Regions from separate parts of the Astyanax mexicanus genome. Here region 2 is linked to region 1. Evidence: chromatin contacts called from public Hi-C data. All regions are on one chromosome and are shown on one strand. Each heading gives the region's core, a stretch centred on a gene start, on an enhancer-like site or on the middle of the called end of the contact. The rest is flanking DNA. Distances are from core to core; before and after follow the strand shown. Region 1 holds the start of f7l (coagulation factor VII, like). Region 2 overlaps pou2f1a (POU class 2 homeobox 1a).

Region 1 (5,775 bases), core at 2,332-4,831:
GTTCCAGGTGTGATAGTAAGAAAGCAAATTTGTTTATTACAACAAAATACTAAAAATCAGCATCATATGCAGTGTCAGTTGCACCCATTGTTTAGCTCATATAACCAAATGGCAGTTTTTTAAGTCAAATTAATTAGAACAGCATATCTAACTACAGTTGCATCTCAAAAAATAAGAATATCACTGAAAAGTTACTTTATTTGAGTAATTCAGTTCAAAATGTGAATATCATGGGTCAGCATTAGGCAGCCCGTGGGCTAGATGTGGCCCATAAGCATATAACATCTGACCTGTGAGGTTGTTTGAACTATAATAAAGATTTTGTAAATTTTTTCCCTGTCTCTGTCTCGCTCGCCGTGACTTTAGTTTCCGCCCAATCTCATTTTTTTACGCTTGTTCTTGGTGTCACTATATCCTTAAGTCCTGCTGGAAAATAAAATCTTCGTAAAGGTTGTCAGCAGAGAGAAGCGTGAAGTGCTCTAAGATTTTGTGGGAAAACACTGCACTGACTTTCGGACTTGTTAAAACACAGTGGACCAACAACAGCAGATGACATGTCTCTCCAAACCATCACTGATTGTGGAAACTTCACACTAGACCTCAAGCAGTTTGGACTGTGTGTCTCTCCACTCTTCTTCCAGACTCTGCTCCCTTGATTTCCAGATGACATGCAAAATTTACTGATGATCAGTGATGATTTGGAGAGCCATGTCATCCACTGTTACATTAAGTCCAAAGTCAGTGCAGTGTTTTCCTGAAAAAACTAATTGATTTTATTGATTTTGTAAAATATTCTAATTTTCTGAGACACTGACTTTTGCGTTTTCAGAAGAAATAAACACTTGTGTGTAATACATCTATATAATATATGAGTTTCACAATTTGAACTGGATTACTGAAATAAAGTATTTTTATTGATTTAGCTGCATAATTATATGCCTGATTTCTGTATTCCATAGGTGAGAACTGTAACAGAGGTGCAGCTCTGGGGGCTCTCCTGGGTGCCAGGGCTGGATATGCTGGTGAAGCCGTCCCTCAAGCCTGGAAGGAAAAGCTAAGGACAGCAAAGGAGCAAATTCCTGTTACCTTGAAGAATCTGCAATAATGGCTGATGCTAAAGGTCTCTCCGTGTTTGTGCATGCATTCTCAGTTTTATACCAGTTACACAGGAAACGGTGCCCACGAGGATGTGTGGTTTCTAACCTCCACTGTGCCACCTTCAGTTTACAAATCAATCCTCTCCTTGCTACAGAATATAAAACCAACCATATGAAGGGAGAAGCTTCAAAAAAAATTTTTTGATAGTTTTGTAGTTTATTGAACTATTGGTAATGATAAGTCAAATTAGTGTTGGTGTAATGCACACAGTAGCATAAAACCTAAAATGTGGAACACACTATTTTCTCATGCCTTATTCTTTTGTGTAGCACTTCTATAATTTTATTATTTATACAGTTATAAATATTATAAATGATGTGCCTACTTTTAACATAAGTGAACTGTACTTTTTTCATAAAATCCTAATAATTTAAATTTGTAATTTTGTATGAAAGACTTCTGTAAATAAGTACAATTGAGTAATCTACACACGACTTTTCCAAGTTCTTCAGTGAGCATGAGCAGAAAAGCAATACGGGACAACTTTCCACTCTTTAAACTTCCCCTCTTAAATTCAGGATTATTTTGATCTTTTACACAAATATTTTTGAACAAACGTTGTGAGATCATGTCTGTCTCTGTGGATCATTAGGTGGCCATAACTTTGTTGCTTGTTCTGATTGTCCTTTCTCGGTCCAGCTGTCAAAGTGCCTGTAAATTTCTAAGTAAACAAACATGTACTAAGTAAACAAACATGCTGGAAAGTGCTGGATGTTAACCTACACAGATTTCACTTTTGTTTCTTTACAGTAAACTTAGATTTCTAATATTGTTGTGCAGTTAGCAGAAGAAGGTTGCTATTAGCTAGCAGTTCGTCCTATGTAGCTTGTTTTAGCACGGTAAACATGCAGACTACAGACCAAAATTCTCTTCTCTGAACAGCAAAAGAGCTAGCACTGCGGTTAGCGGCTAATGCTAATACTGCTCCAGTCCCGTGCTGGAGAACTAAACTGAAACTCCTGCACTTCAGCGGAGTGGATGTATTGCTCCTTACAACCTGACTGGTAAATTTCGTACATAAGGCGCACTGACGATTTTTGGGAAAATTAAAGGATTTTAAGTGCACCTTATTGTGCAAAAAATATGGTGAATAGTTTATCAGTGGATTTGTTGGTCTTCTCCACTAAGACAAAATGTAACATGCTTTGCATTAATGTGTGACAAATACATATTAGGTCATTGCCGACATCATTCTGAAAGGTTGTTTTTGAATCATATGCATATAACTAGTGATGATTAGATTATTTTATATGTTATCTTTTTGTATAAGATATACAGTTCTGGTCACTTTTTATTTGTATTTTTATTTACCTTTGTTAATTTTATATTACATTTACCAGCTATTCTGAATTTTGTTAATTGTGAGAACAATTTTAAAATGACACATTATGCTGTACCTGTTGTAACTGTTAAATACACATAATAAATCAAAAATAAATACACTAAAGGAATTGGCATTTCTGTGCCTGAATCCTTGTGTCACTGTAGTTTAGATTTCTCCTTATGAAGATGTTATTACCTTGGGCCTAGTATTCATTTATTTATTCAGATACAGATTAGATACATGTGTAGGCAACATTGTATAACTGCTTTGAATTGCTTTATAATTGAGAAGTGTATTTGTGCTTCAGACACTCCTAATGGACACACTTTACATGTGCATTTCTGGACAGGCTGAGATTTACAAAATAGTCACTGGAAGTGAAATAATCATGTGGACTGAGGTAGTAGAGTAATATTATAGAATTGTGCATAAATAAAAATGCACAGTTACTGAGTTACAGTATAGATAGCAACATTCTGGACCTGAAGTAGCAAGGACAGCAACGCTATTCTTCCTATGTTGCAGGTTAATGGAGCATCTTAATGATTTTAAAGGTGTTGTTTTAAGGTTAAATGCTACATGTTGTTAATAATTTATATTATATATGTATATATATATATATATATATATATATATATATATATATATATATATATATTTTTTTTTTTTTTTTTTTTTTTACCTCCGAGCATGACATTACATTGACATTATATAGAGCAGCATGCAACATTTACAATTCATGTTACTGTAAATGAACAAATGAGTAAATAAAGTGTTTTTCAGTAATCATATTGTTTTTTATTGTTTTTATTTCTAAATCTAAAGACTATGAGGCCTGAGACCTTAAAAAAGGTAAAAATTATAGGATCTTAGATTTTGTACCTTTGCACAGTGTTTCTTTGTTTTAAGGGAGGATAAAATGAAATATCACTGACTGTATTGCTGTTGCTGCACAAGGAAATAGCACCACCTACTGCTGAATCAAAAGGTTTTTTTCTTTCTTATTGTTTAAGCTCCAGTACTAGTGTGCCATGTAGTCCACAGACCACCCCCCTTTTGGTGTTCACCCCATAGGTCTGAGAGAAGCACAGAACTGAACTTTGATCAGAACCTGTTGAGTACAAAGCACAACATAATGGAGTCGAGCCCATGCGGAATGAAGCTGTGCTTTTTAATCACACTGCTCAGTGTCCCGGCCTGCTTGGGGCATCCAGCGGGTAAGCTGTACCATCTGTTAAATGAACACATACATGATAGTAGGAAAATAACACCAAGTCTAAACCACAATTAGCCTCTAGTTGTTATTAGGAATTTTTATTTGTCTATGTCTGTTAGTCAGGTTTAAACAGCTGAGTCTTTCCCTCTGCTGTCTCAATGGCAGAAATGAGGAAAATGTACTAAATCTGCATATTTCAAACACTTCTGTCACAAACTGAATAATGTAAACACATTAAAATGAATTTTAAATGTATGTAATGTCTAAAACACAACAAATCCATCTAACTGAAATACACAAAAGCTTATTTGACATTTTATATTTTATACTGTTATTTTTTCAATGCCAACACACAGGACTTGTATTATGTGTTAACTGACAAAGTAATAGAGCAGATTGCATAGTATGCAGTTATGTCTTGGGCAGATATGTGTACTATTAGTCTTATTCATACCTGTCAAGTTTTAGATTTAAAAATAAGGGATATTTTCCTCTGTCCGCTTAAAGCCGTCCCACCAGCCCAACAAAGGTTCAGTATCCCTTACATTTTAAGACACATGTAAACCACCTTCACAGTACAATTAGATTATCAGAATCTGAAATGTTGTGGACATTCCTACATATGTCATTCTTTTAATACAGCCAAATTAAAAACCCTTTTCTAGATATTAAAAAAAGTTAAGATTTCATGTCTTTTTTGGCATAAATGCACTCTTTTATATGATATATTTTTTATTTATTTAATGGATTTAAAATTTAACAAAGTGTCCGCAAATTCTGCAAAATGACTGTTGGTGACCTAAAAATAGTATCATGAGCTTTTACTAAAAGGACATGGACCAGATATATTCCATCAGTAAAAATTAGTCCTAAGGGGCCTACACAATTAATAACTTTTAATTAATACTTCTTTCTTTTGATCACTCCACCCCTGATCAGTTCAGATAATTTCGGTCCTCTCACAAGCTGTATTTTTTTTTTTTTTAAAGGTTTAATCTGTGTGTTTTATTTCGGAGACGAGTATTTTTAAGCAGCTATCAGAAAAATCTCATCACAGTTTCCATGATTAGCCTACCGTTACCTTTCTTTAAGAAAAATCGCTGAATATCCAGATATGTTTTAACATCAGCTGCTCCGACTAGCTCCCTGAACTCACCGCGACGGGGGGCTTCCCCACACTGACCCTCCTTTGCAAGCTGATTGGCTGTTTCTCCTGAAAGGCGGGACTTTCTCCTTGAACTGGCTCCACGATTGGTAAAGAGACACAGAGCGGTCAGTGCCCTGTGTCCTCAATAATATATATTTTATTATTTTAATAAAATACGGAAATTTACGGGAAAATACTAATACAGGAGGACGGCGGGAAAGAGGAGTAAAATACGGTAATTTCCCGGCCAAAACGGGAGACTTGACAGGTATGGTCTTATTAGACACTGCATCTATAGGCATCACTATAGATATACTATTTTAAGGCCGCAAGGTGTGAAAATAGACTGTTGACAAGGTGTAAGATAGCAATGTGCCCTTGAGGGTTTAAGATAGGGCCCTATGACTCAGTCAAAGATGTTTTGCAAAGCTGGTCACTTTGAGATGAAGACCATCATTGGAGTGAGAGAAGGAGTGAGAGCAGAAACACACATCTCCCCAACGCATGAACTAACCCTAACCTTTTTTATTCATTTTCATGGGTACCACACCTGTCAGCTCCAGTTTTCCTCAGTAGGACTGAAGCTAACCAGGTGTTTCTGCATCGCTTCCGACGTGCTAACTCATTCCTGGAGGAGCTGAAAATTGGGAATCTGGAGAGGGAGTGTCTGGAGGAGAAATGTTCCTATGAGGAGGCCAGAGAGATCATCACTGTGCCTGAGCAACTGGTAGACATAGCTTAATTAAACACCACAACAGGGTCCATATAGGTGTAATAGAAATTGTATGCCAATATAAATGTGGAAGCCATTGGATTTGCCTTGTATTGTGGGAACTTTATTGAGTTTAGGAGTATTGCTATGGTAACTGTAATTGTGTACCTTACTCATACCGAACTGTGATGTGAACTGAACCAACATTTGTGTACTAA
Region 2 (5,775 bases), core at 2,311-4,810, 78 kb before region 1:
CGCTTTTCAGCAGAGGGAACGGATCTGCTCGATTACATTGTGAAGGTGTACGAGCAGGTCATTTACGGGAACAGTGATATTTTATTCGGTGTACTATTTTCTGTTTAAAAAGTTGTCTTTGTGCACTGCTATATGTTCATGTCCATGTGTGCGAAATGAGCGGTGGGTGTATACGTGTGTGGTGCCTGCGGCGCACCTACTTTGCGAAGATAGCAATGAATATCTGACGGTTAACTGTTGTCAGGGTTTTAATCAGTCACTGGTGCACCAGTGTTTCCACTACCAAGATAACAATATGCCAGAAATTTATCTAAACACGCCTCGCTTTTAGACCACCACACCCATCAGCATAGATCTATTTGTAAAGTCTGTTGCCATTTTAACAGCACAGGTGGAAGGTATGAACATAGACTGCTTGCGGGGTGTAAGAAAGCAATAAGCATCAAGATGCGCCTTGTTTTACGTTCTAACTGTTTACAGGTGTCCACTGCATCGAGTGCACTAACTATAAACCCTGCATTCCCCCTGGGTACCTCTGTTCCCAGCCTCACTCTCGCTGGTAAGTTTCTGTTTGACTTTGTTGATGCATAGGATTCCAATTTAACGAGTGTTTAAGCATTTCTTATATTTTTTACTATGACTTTTTTGAATTAAGTAAAGTTTTGTGAAAATTTAACATGTGTAGGAGGAATTACCCCCCACAGTGAACAATGGGTGGTAAATTAATTGAAATTAGGGGTGGGCAATATTCTATCGTATACAATATATCGTGACACAGAAATATCATGATATTAAAAATCCATATCGTGATAATAGGGCTGTTCTGTCTTAAAAGTAGTCTATTATTTACTGTGAAGCTTTAGGTGTATTTATTGTATAATTGTTTTAGTTTGCAGTTTATATGCATGCACTAAATATTCTGCAATACTATTTGCTGCATTATATTATTTTATGCTATAATATTTATTTTGCCACATTATGATTATTCTGTTATACTATTATACTATATTCCTGAAATGAATGAATTATTTTAGTTTTCCTATATCGCCAAGTATATCGTTATCGCAAAAATACATTGAAAAATCGTGATATTATTTTAGAGCCATATCGCCCACCCCTAATTGAAATATCCCATCACTTTAAACATGCCAGTTTATGCTGTTATTCTAGCAGGTACCAAACTAATAGAGACTTTTAAGAAATTTCTGCAAACATTACTTTTTAAACTAAAATAGGAAACAAAAATTCTTCCCACCGTTATTTCCAGGTACAACTCTGGGTCCGGTCACCTCAAACACAGCGTCAGTCATTTCTTTGGCACCAGCTATCGCCACTCCAGCTTCAACGATCACATCACCATCACTCACAACCTCTGCCACTGCCGTAACCCTGAGCAGTTCTAGGCAGAATGCAGTTGCTGCATCTGAGGCTGGTGCCACCATTGCAACAGCAGCACAGGGTGCAGGTCAGTTTGTGGTGACGCCAGCTGCGCTGGGTGGAGCTAACCTGGCCGCCATGGCAGCAGCAGCAGGAATCATTGCGCCCTCCCAGTTAACGCAAGGGTGAGTAATGAATCTTCAATCATTTTTCTGTGTGAGAGCAATTTATGCATTTGCAATATGAATCACCTAGATATAGTTGATACATTTACTGTATATTACTTATATATGGATCTGGATATAGAAAAGCGTTCTACTTGATACTTAATAAATCAATTTAAGTTTAAACTGGAGTGGTTTGTTTGTGACGAGTCTTTACTCTGGTATATTGCCTAGCAATGATCAAATGCCATTTATGATTTATTCATGTTAAATTGCACAGAAACACAGGACCTTCTTCTTGTATTTACTCATTTTATATTTGCAGTCTATTCTGAGCTTTGTGTTAATTAATGTGGTCTCTGCCAGGGGAACATTACTGAGTTTGGCTCCAGCAGCTCTTGGCAATGCTCTGAATCCAACAGCACTAATGAACAACTCCACACTGGCCACCATTCAAGGTTTGTATATGTATATCCTGCTTTTTAGTTGTGTATTGTATACTGTCACGTGTTAAACAGGTTGAATAGATTAGGCAGCAAAAGAACCGTCAGTATTGGAGCTACAAGAAGGCTTTGTCAGAACATCTCCAAAACATTCAGGTTGGTTTTGTGGGGCAGTTTTAGTGATATCAGGGAGAACCTGTGCAATATTAGGCATGTGGTTTTAATGTCGCCATTGCTGATTTGTTTATTATAGTTATAGTTATAGTTGCACCCAGAAGGGAGGACACAGTGCTATTCAGGAGGACGGCAAAGGTTACCAGGGACAGTATATTAAGTTTTATACTGATATGGGCAATATCAGTAGCCATATGGGCAGCCATATGTGGAAAACAGTGAGGCATAGTTACTTTGAAAAAGTTATCCGATTACTGATTACCCCTTTAAAGGTTACTTAGTTACTTTATGGATTACTTGATTTTAAAAGTAACTAAGTAACTATAACTAAGTAACTAAGTAAGTTATGTTTATAACTTTTAAGTTACTGCTGCCGTAATAAAACGGTTTTGCTAAAACTCACTTTACTGGAAGCTTTGCTCCACCTTTGAGATTTGTTCTGCAAGTGTGCCACTGCGACTCCAAACATTGCTTCACATTTGACGTTGTGTTTTTGAAACTAGGTAGCACTTTGTCTCCAAGACAGAGTGAACAACCAATAGGGGTAAACACGAGGTAACCGCATGGCCTCTATCCACATGGTTGGACACGTGCTTGTAAACGCACTTGTCGAAAGCTGTGCACCTCAGTCCAGCACAGTTTTGCACAAATATTTCCAATTACCGCTGAATTTACATTTTAATTCCAGAAAATCGCTTTTCTTAACTTTTTAAAAAGCCATATATATGCCTGATTAAAGGGCAGTTTACTGTTGATTTGCTTTTTTCCACGGTGCTGACAGCACATGGGTGCTGTCGGGGCTGGTGACGTCATGGGCCCTGTATTGTTTAATATCGCGATATATATTGTCGAAAAAAGAGCAAAAAAAAGAGCAGCCATAGGTTTAGGTTATAAGGCTTAGATTACCATTATAAATGGTCAGATTAGAGTAACACGTTACTGACATCGCTGGTGGACAAGCATTTTCCTGTTGAAATTTAGCTACGATAGGGCTGTAAAAGTGCCTATATTGAAGACCAAAGGTAATATGTCATGTGGCATGCAACAACAAACCAGTGTTTTTGGTGTTGACCATGATGAATTCCCAGTTTTTCAGTCTTAATTTTTAATCCTTTATTGTTCCTGGTAATCGTTGTAGAGTGTTTCTTATGAATAGCACTGTAATCTTTCTTCTAGATGCAAATGTGTTTTTGATGATGAGTGTATGAAATGTAGAAATTAGAAATACCTAGCTTAACATTACATTTTGGGAAACAATTTTCAAATATCATCTGTCCAATACCAATACTGATAATTTGTTCATTTTTTTCTTTCAGCACTGGCGTCTGGAGGAACATTACCTATCACCTCCATCGACGGAAACGGCAACATGCTGTTTGCCAACACGAGTGCAGGAGGTACAGGTCCCAGCTTGGTGACCACCCCTCTTTTCCTGAACCCCTCCACTCTGTCACTTCTCCCCACCAGTGTATTGTCAACAGGTGGAGTCACAGGTGGGGCTCTAAACCTACAGGTGACCAATAGCATGCACCAGAGCGCTATTGCTGCAACAGCATTGCCAGTCAAAAGCATCACTGTGGCCTCCAAGGCTCAATGAACTTCTGGCTTCTTCCTTCTCTTTTCTTAGACTTTATTTAATCCCTGTGCTATTACCAAATATTGAGACTTTTTATTATTACATCTATTCTTTAACCTTCTCCTCCTTGTGCCAGGAAACTATTTTTCCTTTTTTCTGGACAATGCGGACTCTCTTTCTTAGCAAATTGTGTCTTAGGACCTAAATACGTTTTTGACTGTACTCGCTGTACTACTTGTGGCACATGCTGAGGAAGCAGATGTATTATCTTTATCTTATATTTTGTTTGCATGGGTTGGAGGGTCTTTTTTCTTTTAAAAAATCAGCTTAAAAAAAAATGACACACTCAACCAAAAATATAAGACTTTTTTGATAAGTTAACAAACTGAACGTCCTTATATAAATGAGATTACTCAGCACAAGAGAGTTTATATTTCACTTTGTACAAGGTTCCTTTTATTTCTGGGCCTCTTTGTTTTTAGGTCCATTGTAGAATATTTCAGATTTACAACCATGATCATTTCATATATTTTATAGTTTAATTTAGATATGTTACTGAAAACTATTGTCTTGGTGGATGTTTCGGGGCTTTTTAAAATTGTTATTGTTCTGACTATTGCATCACTTTATGAACTCGGTTAGAAGGCTTTAAAAAAAAACTAGAAATAAAACACAGAGGCTCTGGTTCAAAGCAGCGCCTCTTCAAGAGCAATGCAAGTGGTCTTTGTTCTGTTGAACCATCGTCTGCAAACACTGATTTTACTTTTAGCTCTTGATCAATGGGACAGTGACTCAAGGGTGGAGGTTGTCTGTAAACAGCACTGATTTATATAAGTAACAAATGTAATACAGGAAACATTTATAGTGTGACACTTTATACAGTGTTCATATGTTTTTTCTGTAACAGATCTGTAAAATTAGTAACATTTCCACTAATTTGGTTTTAAAAGGTAAGAGAAACATTTAGGCAGTTTCTTTATTAATGTAGCTTTGCACAATAACATATTTATCCTGTCTTCCCTCACAAATGTATTCTTTCATAGCTACTGTTTCCAGGTTGGACAAAATTCCCATACCTTTCACATGAGTGTAGTGCAGAACTAAAAGCTGGTTCAGTGGTGAAGCATGTGTTCAATCACATGCTGTGTGGTTGTTTTTGCTAACGCACAACAGATATGTACAAGTGGTGTTAATTGATAAAAATTATTTAATCAGATTAATTAATGACAATATAAAATCAATTTGCTTTCTTTAAAGTTTGGGATAAAAAACTAAATGAATAAATGTGTAGTGTTCTTCTAATGTGGCTTCTAATTAGTAAAGGTTGTAGGGAGAGTGTTAGACACACAAACAATAAATTTCAGACCCGGAAGCTTAAATGGATCACAGCAATGAGTTAGTTATATTAATTATATTAATCTATATTTATCAAGCATAATTTAAAAAATACCAGTGTGTTTACATCCCTAGTTAAATAAAAGCTAGTTAAAGCTTTCTTGTGATCGAAAAATGCAGTCGCCTTGGACAGTGGAGCAAAATGTATAAACATTGAACAACTTGAGCTACTGCAGTCCATTATCGCACTAGGTTTGAATCAGCCTTAAGTATGTATGATTTGGCCCTAGAATTAAACTTTTTTTTGTTTGTTTGTTTGTTTTTTCCAATTTTATGAGCTTTGCTCTGATTGGCTGCTTCACAGAAGCCACATAGCATTGCAAAGGAAAGCATTGACAGTGCAACATTTCTTAAATATCCTCTGTGCAGACTCTGGTGGCAGATCACCATATAAAGCAAAAGTGTATTGAACCCCATGATGAATAAAACCACATAATCAGCTACACACAAACAAAATAAATGTGATTGGAAATTAATAAAACACACTATAAATAATGTGGGTTATTAAACAGTAACTATGAAAGAATGAGGAGCATGGATAGGTCATGTTAGCTGAGCAAAAGCTAATAATAAAATTTTTTTATTACTTTTTTTTTTATCTCTTTTTAAAGACTAGCTCAGCATTTGAGCGATGGTGTTGAGGCAA

The links. Hi-C and Micro-C count contacts between places; a contact is called where the count stands out from the background.
Region 2: a Hi-C map of blood shows a contact between it and region 1, with 4 times the contacts expected there. The contact joins the enhancer-like site here to the promoter of f7l in region 1. A contact is called at or near these places in 2 of 3 Hi-C or Micro-C datasets (blood and muscle).

What each region holds. Positions count from the first base shown.
Region 1 is chr21:19,316,267-19,322,041 of AstMex3_surface, reverse strand. It overlaps f7l (coagulation factor VII, like), which reads left to right and starts at 3,581. Exons shown (of 8, transcript XM_007254851.3): 1 at 3,581-3,699; 2 at 5,403-5,572. The coding sequence starts at 3,618. It overlaps LOC103045776, which reads left to right. Exons shown (of 9, transcript XM_022674856.2): 9 at 960-3,055. The coding sequence ends at 1,105.
Region 2 is chr21:19,393,801-19,399,575 of AstMex3_surface, reverse strand. It overlaps pou2f1a (POU class 2 homeobox 1a), which reads left to right. Exons shown (of 14, transcript XM_049469815.1): 11 at 481-559; 12 at 1,268-1,562; 13 at 1,908-1,999; 14 at 3,475-5,775. The coding sequence ends at 3,755. Among protein-coding and RNA genes, the nearest start is that of LOC125785845, 14 kb to the right of the region's middle. Within about 2 kb of position 3,560, the one cell type or tissue checked has an H3K27ac peak away from gene starts, as active enhancers do.